Regions from separate parts of the Sus scrofa genome. Here region 1 is linked to region 2. Evidence: chromatin contacts called from public HiChIP or PLAC-seq data. All regions are on one chromosome and are shown on one strand. The core of a region is the stretch at or near the end of the contact, and the rest is flanking DNA. Distances in the headings are between cores, read along the strand shown.

The links. HiChIP or PLAC-seq counts read pairs in DNA pulled down with a chosen protein or histone mark.
Region 1: a contact with region 2 is called in an H3K27ac HiChIP or PLAC-seq map of skeletal muscle. The contact joins the enhancer-like site here to the promoter of CCDC69 in region 2. A contact is called at or near these places in 1 of 5 promoter capture datasets (liver), 26 of 47 Hi-C or Micro-C datasets (adipose tissue, alveolar macrophages, blood and 11 more) and 2 of 2 datasets of contacts at active chromatin or transcription factors (alveolar macrophages and skeletal muscle).

Annotation. Positions count from the first base shown.
Region 1 is chr16:71,814,163-71,818,482 of Sscrofa11.1, reverse strand. CCDC69 (coiled-coil domain-containing protein 69) reads right to left here. Exons shown (of 11, transcript XM_021077105.1): 8 at 3,651-3,752; 9 at 3,013-3,132; 10 at 1,738-1,835; 11 at 1-1,055. The coding sequence ends at 878. Among named protein-coding and RNA genes, the nearest start is that of CCDC69, 38 kb to the right of the region's middle. Within about 2 kb of position 1,457, at least 18 of the 83 cell types and tissues checked have an H3K27ac peak or open chromatin away from gene starts, as enhancers often do. A contact at or near this core is called in adipose tissue, alveolar macrophages, retroperitoneal adipose tissue and 1 more, where this site is marked.
Region 2 is chr16:71,775,268-71,780,074 of Sscrofa11.1, reverse strand. CCDC69 (coiled-coil domain-containing protein 69) reads right to left here and starts at 1,839. Exons shown (of 11, transcript XM_021077105.1): 1 at 1,466-1,839. The coding sequence starts at 1,513.

The DNA of each region.
Region 1 (4,320 bases), core at 208-2,707, 39 kb before region 2:
AAAAAAAAAAAAAAAAAAAGGTAGAGCCTGGGTGACAGATGAAGTCCTAGTCCCCTGGCTCTGTCGGTCCTACTTCTCCCTAGGTTTCCTCATCTGTACACAGGTGAAATTCTGGCTCTGGCTGTTGAGGGCACTTAGAGCCACTAGGTGGCCCCCGTGTCCTGGTGGCACTAAGACTGAGGGAGCCGGAGGGCTGGGGAGTGAGCCTTGCCTGGTCCAGGAGGAGCAGCCCAGCCTGTAAGCCCTGGATGGACCAGACTCTGGGCCCGGGACTCTGTCCCGCGTCCTGCAGTTGGCAGGGCCTCCAGTGCCCCCTCCCAGCTGCTCCCTTTTCCTAGTTTGGTTCACAGGGTGTGGCCCACGTCCTCTCCGGTCCCCTAGTCTGACCTTGAGACAAATCCCCCAGTGGGACAGGGAGGGACTCCAGGGCCATTTCAGTTTCTGCAAATGGTTTAGAGCTGAGAGAAGCCGGGGTAGAGGGGGAACGTTGAGTGGTTGATGAGGCAGCAGCGAAGCTGACAAGTTAGGACCAGGGGGGTGTCGCCTCTTGCTCAGGTGATCAGTGTGGCGTGGCTGCCCCCGGGGGAGCCTCAGATCCACCCCCAACCCCAAGTTGTGCAGGGAGAAAGGGGGAGGGGAGAGGATTCCTCTTGTTTGTTCCCTGCATCAGCTCGAGGGGCAAAGCTGCTCAGGCCTGGGCAGCCCCATGGGTGGTGCTCTGTGGCCCGAGCCCCCAGGCCTCATGGGCACGCAGCCTGGCTCCCCCCTCACTCCTGTCCTTGTCCCTGCCTGGGAAAAGGACCAGAGGTCCCTGCCGTGTTCTCTGCCAAGTCCTGGAGAGAAAGCTGTGACCACAGGCGTCATGGTGGCCCAGGCCCTATGTGGCGAGGAAGGAGACCTCCGTGGGGGTGACAGAGGCCAAGGGGAAGGCGGGGGAGGCGTCGGCCCCCAGGACCCGGTAGAGCAGCTCCTCCTTCTCCTGTTGGAGCTGCCGCCGTAACTGGATCTCCTTCTCCAGGGCCTCGCGGGCAAGGAGCAGGTCCTCTGAGAGCTGCCTGTGGATGCAGACAGGGCCCAGGGTTGCGTGTGGGGAACCGCCTCTTGGGGCCTCTGGCAACTGCAGAGACCAACCCATTCCTCCAGGAAGCCGTTCTCGGATGGGCCACCACCCCATGGCTTGCCTGTCCCCAAGAGCCAAGTCTGTCTGTGGACCAAGGAGTGTGGGCCTCACGGGCAGACAGTTCTGGGCTCGCACCTGCTCCGCCGCTTCCATGTGTAACTTCAGACAAGGCATTCACCCTGGCCCAAATTTTAAATGGGAGGGTAACAGGACTCGGCTCCGAGTAATTATGAGCATTAGAGCGGATAATGTGTAGTCAACAGATTACGTGTGACACACGATCCCAGCTCGCGTTGACTGAGCTCTCACAGCTGGTTCCTTTGTGTGGCTTCTGGAGCGCTAAGCTTCCTGTTCCTTCTTCCTGGACTGGCTTTTCCCATGGAGCCCACTCAGCCAGCATGGGGACACACAGAGCTGCCTCAGCCCTGAGACTTGGGTTTCTGGGCAGAGCTGGGCTCTCGGGACTCTGAGCTCCGGAGGAGGGGAGCCACTTTCCCCAGAGGGGCCTAAGCTCATGGGTCGATCCCTTCCCCGGGCCTCTTGGAGACTCTCCCAACTGGACATTTTAATAAATAAAAGGGGCTGGGGGTGGGAAGAGTCGGGGTGGGGGCCGCTACCTCGACACAACCATCTGGTTGTGGCCTCGGGCGTGCAGGTCCTCGTTCTCGTGCTGCAGGGCGGTGATTTTCTCCTCCAGCAGCAGGTTTTTTTCTTTCTGTAACAAATCAGAGCGAGCTCAGGAAGCCACCACCCTCATTCGGCACAGTCCGTGCCGTCCCCTTCCTCTTATCTGTGGCCACGGAAAAGACTGGTTCACTTTAGAACAACCGTTACATTTCATGAAGCAATGAGATAACTGAGAACAAGGCGACTCAGGCAGGAGCCAGGGGCTGCCAACTTTGCCAGGCAAGACTCTTTAAAGACAGCAGATGCCCACTATCATCTGAAATTCTCCACCAGCTCATAAGAGGAAGGCTTTTGGGGTTCTCCAAAAGTCAAGCATGTATAATTTATATAAATGTATCTGTTGTGCTATTCTACAAAAATGGTTGAACACAATTTATAGGTGACATCCGAGATGGTCTGAGTTAAAATCTAGGTTGTATTGGGAGTTCCCGTTGTGGCTCAGAGGGTTAAGAACCCAACCGGTATCCATGAGGATGCGGGTTCGAACCCTGGCCTCGCTCAGTGGGTTAAGGATCTGGCATTGCTGTGAGCTGTGGTGTAGGTCGCAGACACGGCTTGGATCCTGCGTGGCTGTGGCTGTGGCTGTGGCTCAGGCTGGTAGCTACAGCTCCCATTCGACCCTAGTCTGGGAACGTCCATATGCCGCAGGTGCAGCTCCCTAAAAAAAAAAAAAAAAAAAAAATGTAGGTTGTGTGGCACATAGGAAGCCAGGAGACGTCTTCTGGGACAATATAATACCTGTGTGCATTCAATCCTAGGTTCCCAAGGCCTCCTTTCTCCTGGAGACATAGCCACCTGTGTCCTTAACGCCCACCACTGCCCAGGCCTGTCCCGGCTGACTCTGGCTTCCCATATCTGTCTTTTTTTTTTTTTTTTCCAGCCTTGACTCATTTCTCAGCTCCCGTGCAATTTGTGACACTGGCCAGCCCCTCCTGATTAGCCAGGCTACCTGCCCCAGTGTCACCCAAATGACAACAAGATGCGTAGACAAGAAAAGTACAGGACCTGGATCAGAAGGAGCCACTGCTGGACCCAGACCAGCCTCAGCAGCTCAAGGGCCAGCATGGCCAGCAGGTTGAAGCTGGTGTGACCAGGCAGGGCCTCCTCAAGGAACCATCCCTCTGCACACCGGACAGAGGAGATGCCCACAAAGCGGAAGCATGAGGCTGCCGCCCGCCCGCCCCCCACTGCTGCTGCCCACAGACCACTGTCTCCGTGAGGATCAGCCGCTTGTCTAGGTCATGAATCCGCTCATTCTTCATTTCGATGACAAAGTGTAAGCTCTCCAGCTCCTGCTCCCAGAACTGGCTGGGGCTCCCGTACTCCTAGACAGGGACAGGGAGTGACCTCAGCAGACCAGCTGGAGGGAGTATTGGGGGCAGGGGGGTGGCAGGAGATCCCACCCTCCCTCCCCTTTCTGCCCCCAACTCTGACTCAGGACACCTGCTCCCAGCCCATGGCAAGTGCTTGATCGAGTGCTTGATGGGCTTTATCTCAATTCTCGACTAACAGAGCCCCTGGAGGCACGAGCTAGGACCCTTGCAGAGGAGGACACCGGGGTTCAGAGGGGTTACATTGCTTGTGCTAAGTGGGAGGTTTGCTCCTTACACCTGGTTCTCTCTGAATCCAGAATCTGAGCACTCGACCACCTCGCAGGCCTCTCTCTCTCTCAGCCTCACCTTCCCCCTTGGTGACAGGGGACTGATGTTTCCTCCAGGCCTTTGTGAAGGTAAGCGTCAGGTCTGTGCCCTGAACTTGAAGAGGGACTGGCCTTTCCTATTGCCAAGACCTGGACCTCCCTGGTGAGTCCAGAAGGAGAGGCCTTGGCGATTTTGCCACCTACCTGGATGTGCTTCTTGTAGTCTCGGCTCAGGATGGACTCCTCTACCCTCTTCATCTTGGCCTGGAAGGCCTCCAGCTGTGCAGTGAGGCCATCAATGGTCTCCTGCCGAAGCAGAGGGAAGAGGAGGATGAAGGGCTGGAGGTGACCCCCAGGAGGGGTCCGTGTTGGGTTCTTCAGTCTGCCTTTGCTTCACCGAGCAGTGCAGGCTGCTTCTATTTGACCCACTGCTGCTGGAAACGTACATCCACCCCCTCCGTAGCCTTGGGGCCATATCAGGGCATTCAAGGCCGGTGGTGGCCTGGCATTCAACACATATGCAAATCAGGCGCAATGCCCTTTCCCATTCTCACCTCTCACTGCTCCTGTCTCATACCTCCTAGTGCAGCCATACATCCTGTCACTGGTCCAGCTGCAAGGTGCATTCTTGTCTCCTTGCTTCTCCCCCGGCCAAGCATCCCTTCCACCTACACCTCGCCCCCCACCTTCAGGGTAGTGCACCCCATATCTTGGCTCACAGGCTCCACCACGTGGTCCCTGTCTCCCCCTCCAGCCTCAGCTCTCCCCCACTCATGCTCTACACTCAGGCATCATGGACCTGTTTCAGTGGGTACTCTATCATTTTGCCCTTTCCTCTCTGTCTATAAACACTTTTTTTTTCTTTCTAAGGCAC
Region 2 (4,807 bases), core at 590-3,089:
CAGGCTGAGAGGTTGACACAGGGGCAGAAAACACAGACTCTCAGAAGCCATCCCGCTCACCTCTCTCCCTCTGCAGTTAGAGGGAGAAACGGAGGCCCAGAGAGCACGGGGGCTTCCTTGGGGGTCACACAACATGTTTGTGGCAGAACCAGGATCAACACTGAGGCTCAATGTCCACCTGACACCAGCCTGGTTCTAAGTCTCAAGCCAGGCTCAGGTTGATCTGCTCTTGCTCCCAATAGCCAGCCCTCTGCTTCTGCTGCTGAAGGCCAACCTCAGTTTCCCTGTTGGAGCCAGAGAAGATATGAGGGTTTCTGGGTCAGAGCTCTGAGGGGTTGTTTTTTTGAACTGGGAGTAAAAAGGAAGGCAGGGGAGGTGCTGTCCTTGGGACAAAAACTCTTCTCCCTGAAACAGGCACAGGGCAGGGAACAGGATCACTGGGGTTGGGGACAGTGATAGAAAAGCTTGTGCTTGGGCACAAGCAAAGCAGGCGAGAGAGAGACTCAAGTTCAATGAGCAGCTACTAAATAGTGTCACCATGTGGGGTCTGTCAGGGTCTCCAGGGGATGGATCGCCAAGTTTATAGACCACCTCCTCCCACCTGGCTGGAGGACAGGTGGCAGTGGGAAGAAGGCTCAGAACTTGAGGATAGCCCCTCCCCTCTCTGTGCCTCTTGCTGTCCTCTGGTTCCAGGCTCTGACCTTCGAGGCTTGTCAGACCCCAAGGGGCAGCTGGTCCCACTGCAAGAAACCCGAGTAGCGAGTAGCGTCTCCTGGGCCCTAACCCAGCTCAGAGGCCCCGTGGGGGGGGGGGGGGGGGGGGGAAGAGCTGCGCGGTGGATCGCCTCCCTGGTTGGCCCCTCCCAGCTACCCCTAGGACAGCCCACATGCACCGGCTCTGGGGCCTGAAGAGGCTTCAGACCAGCACTTCTCAAACTTGAAAGCCTATTGTAATCACCTGGGCATCTTGTTAAAAGGCAGGTTCTATTTTAACTCCCCCGGGGCACAGCCCCAGATTCTGCATTTCTAACAGGTCCCAGGTGATGCCCATGATATAAATCCACGGACCACTCTGCGTGTGGCAGCCCTGGACATAATCTGCTTCTTAATGGTGGGAAAGCCGAAGGCCCAGAGGGGTCAAGTCACAAGTCCATGGCCACACAGCGAGCAGCTCCGACCGACCAAGGAAAAGGGCACCTGCCATAGGCACTAACATTTTCCCAGTCTGCCATCCGGAATGAGCTGCTTTTCCCGGGCCCTGGGGCCGTGTTTGTAAACTCCGCTGCCCCGTGCAGCGCAGTCCAGGGCCGGGAGAGAGAGCGCGCCGCCCGGCCGAGCCGTCCCCACCTCCCTCAGTGCCGGCCTCTAGCAGTTGGGGAACCCAGGGAGCCGAGGGTCCCCTTCGGCGTAGCGGTTCCGTACTCCCTTCCCCTCCGAAGACAAACTTCTCCGCCGGCGCCCTTTACCTTTTTGGGGGGTTTGCAGCAACTCAGCCTGCTGTGTCCGCAGCCCATCCTCCTCCGGGGGCTCCCGGACGCCGCTTCCCAACTCCGGGGCCCCCAGAGAACCTTGCGGTCCGCGCCAGGCTGCCCGCTCCGCGGTCGGCGAGACCCTGAAACTGAACCTGGAAGCGCAGACTTGAGCCGGAGCTGGGGCGGCCGCGCGCCGTAAATACCCGAAAAGCAGGGCCTCCGAGAAGCCCTCAGGGCTCGCAGGGGCGCCGCCTGAGGCAGGTGACCAGAATCTTCGTAAATGATAGCGACTCGGGTCAGAGCGGAAAAGATCCCCACGAACAATGGATTCTTTCCAGGCTCGCTGCCGAGAAAAGGCCAGATAATTGCTACTAAAAGAATTATTTAGAAACACAACAGCTAGCCTTGATTGAGAGTTTCTGTCGTGGCTTCTTCGCACACATTATTTCTATTTCTTGCTCTCTTTGCCGCAAAGGTATGATTTCCTCCATTTTACAGGTGAGGAAAATGAGGCTCAGAGATAGGATTTGCCTAAGCTCCTGCAGCTAGGAAGTACCAGAGCCTAGATAAAATCCAGTTCTATGTCCAGAACCTAAGCTTCCAACTACTTCCCTACAAATACATAAGACTGTGAAGTTTAATTGTAATGCCTCCTCACTTCTGGGTCTATAGCTCTTTCCAGTTCACAAGCATTTGTAATATTCTATCTATCCAACTTTGTGAGGCAGATGCAGGGAGAACAGGACATAAATATCAGTGCCCGGGAAAAAGAACTTTTGTGTACCCTTGCTTTTTTTTTTTTTTAAACTAGCAGAGGTTTCCAGCAGTGGCAATCAGAAAAAAGACACCTAACTTTGAAAATTAGTGTGAGTGCGTATGCTAGAAACTTATACACAGCCCAGAGACCCTGGAAAGGTGGACTGATGCAAGGGATGTACGGTGATGGATGGAAAAAGAATGTGAGATCGCAAAAGAACTTCCCCCTCCCCAGAGTAGAAGACCGGTTGCAGCAGGTTCAAAGAAAGGAACCTGAGGACACGGGCAATATTGGGTTCTTGGAAAGAAGAGTCGTGTAAGGCGGTGGTTTACAAAGTATGATTCCCCAAAGCAGCAGCAGTTAGACGTAGAGACTACCACACGAAGTGAAGTTAGTCAGACAGTTGAAAGACAAACAGCATATGGTATCACTTATCTGTGGAATCTAAAAAAAAAGGATGCAAATGCATTTATTTGCAGAACAGAAACAGACTCACAGACTTTGAAAAACTTACGGTTCCCAAAGGAGACAGGTGTCGGGGTAGGGGAGGGGGGATGGACTGGTGGTTTGGGATGGGCACAGGCACACTGAGGTATATGGAATGACTGGCAAATGGGGACGTGCGGTATAGCATGGAGACCTCTACCCGATCTTCTGTGATCGTCTGTGGGAAAAGAGTCTGAAAGAGACTGGAAGAGTATACGTGGATAACCGCATCTCTTCCTTGTACAGCGGAAATTATAACAACATTGTAAATCAACTAGACGCCAATAAACTTTTCAAATGAAAACAACAACAAAAGAAATACAAACTCGGGGAGTTTCCTGGTGGCCTAATGGTTAAGGACTGGGCATTATCACTGCTGTGGCTTGGGTTCAGTCCCAGGTCTGGGAATTACCATATGCCATGGGCCTGGCCAAAGAAAAGAGAAAAGAGGAAAGAAACACAGATGCTCAGATCCCACCCAGACCTATGGATCCTAAACTCTGAGGAAGGGGATCAAGATTATCCAGCTTCCCAAGTCCTGAGCATATTCAAGTTGGAGAAGCACCTCTGCAGGATGGGCTGAATGGGTAATGAAGAAAGAGGTCTACTTAAATTATAATGATTACGGAGTTTCCATTGTGGCTCATCAGGTTAAGAACCCAACTAGTATCTGTGGGTATGCAGGTTCAATCCCTGGCCTTGCTCAGTGGGTTAAGGATCCCGAGTTGCCACGAGCTATGGCTTGGGTCCTAGGCCTTAGCTGCAGCTCCCATTTGACCCCTAGCCAGGGAACTTTCATATGCAGCAGGTGTGGCCCTAAAAAGAAAAAAAAAATTAAAATGATTATGAACTAGAGCTCATGATTTACTAAAAACCCCAACCAACCAACAAGCAAATAACCAGAACATAAATATCCAAGAAAAGAAGCTTAAGTTAATTATGATTTATCCATAAAAATAGAATGTCATGTCACCAATAAAAATAATGATGAGGATGAAGTTTTAAAATGTTATAAAAGGTAACAAATTCATCCTTATCTTAAAAAAGTGTGCATAGTGATTACCTCTAGATGAGGGTGAGATTTGGGATATTTAAAGCTATTCATTTTCTTATCTTTACAACATGAGTATATGCTTATTACTGATAAGAAAATGACTGTTGTAATAAGAAAAAGTTTTCAAAAAATATGTTTTTAAACCCAGGTATGAGATTGAGACAAGTTTTTCACCATCAAGTGGGTATGTGAGGAGTTCCCGTCGTGGCGCAGTGGTTAACGAATCCAACTAGGAGCATGAGGTTGAGGGTTCGGTCCCTGGCCTTGCTCAGTGGGTTAAGGATCCGGTGTTGCCGTGAGCTGTGGTGTAGGTCTCAGACGCAGCTCGGATCCCATGTTGCTGTGGCTGTGGTATAGGCCGGTGGCTACAGCTCCGATTTGACCCCTAGCCTGGGAACCTCCATATGCCGAGGGAGCGGCCCAAGAAATAGCAAAAAGACAAAAAAAAAGTGGGTATGTGAAAACTCAAAGAAATAGACAGTGGTTATGAATGAACTACCTAGAAAAGCAACGTAAAGAGCAAACAGGGCCAAAAATTGGGGGGTGGGGGGATCACACCAGTAACGCCCTGTGTGGTCTGAACCTGTTGTTTCTCCTTTTGGAGAGTTTCTCATCTGAACATCAAAGAACTGAACTTTCTACACTGATCTTGAATCTTAATGTCAACAGTTGAAATGAATAACTTGGACTGGTAGGTAGCAATCAGGGAGGCCAATTCTGTTCCCCAAGCCTCTGTTCTCAGGAGCGCTTGCCTTCAGCATCTTTAAGCTTCCTGGGAGACCAGGATCAGATTGCCTACTTCCTCTCAACTGGCTTTTCAGTTATGTGCTTTGAAGTTTCCGACAGAGGGAAACCCCGAAAGAGCTTCTGGTAGGAACTTGAGTTTGAACAAGTTGCTAATGAGATTTGGGGTGGTTGATGTGCTAGTCAGGTTCAGTTAGGTTTTGCTGCAGTGATGAATACAAATCTCAGCAACTTATCATGAGTGAAGCTAAGTTTTGCTCATAGCACATGCCCAGCATGGGGAGGCAGAGGGCTC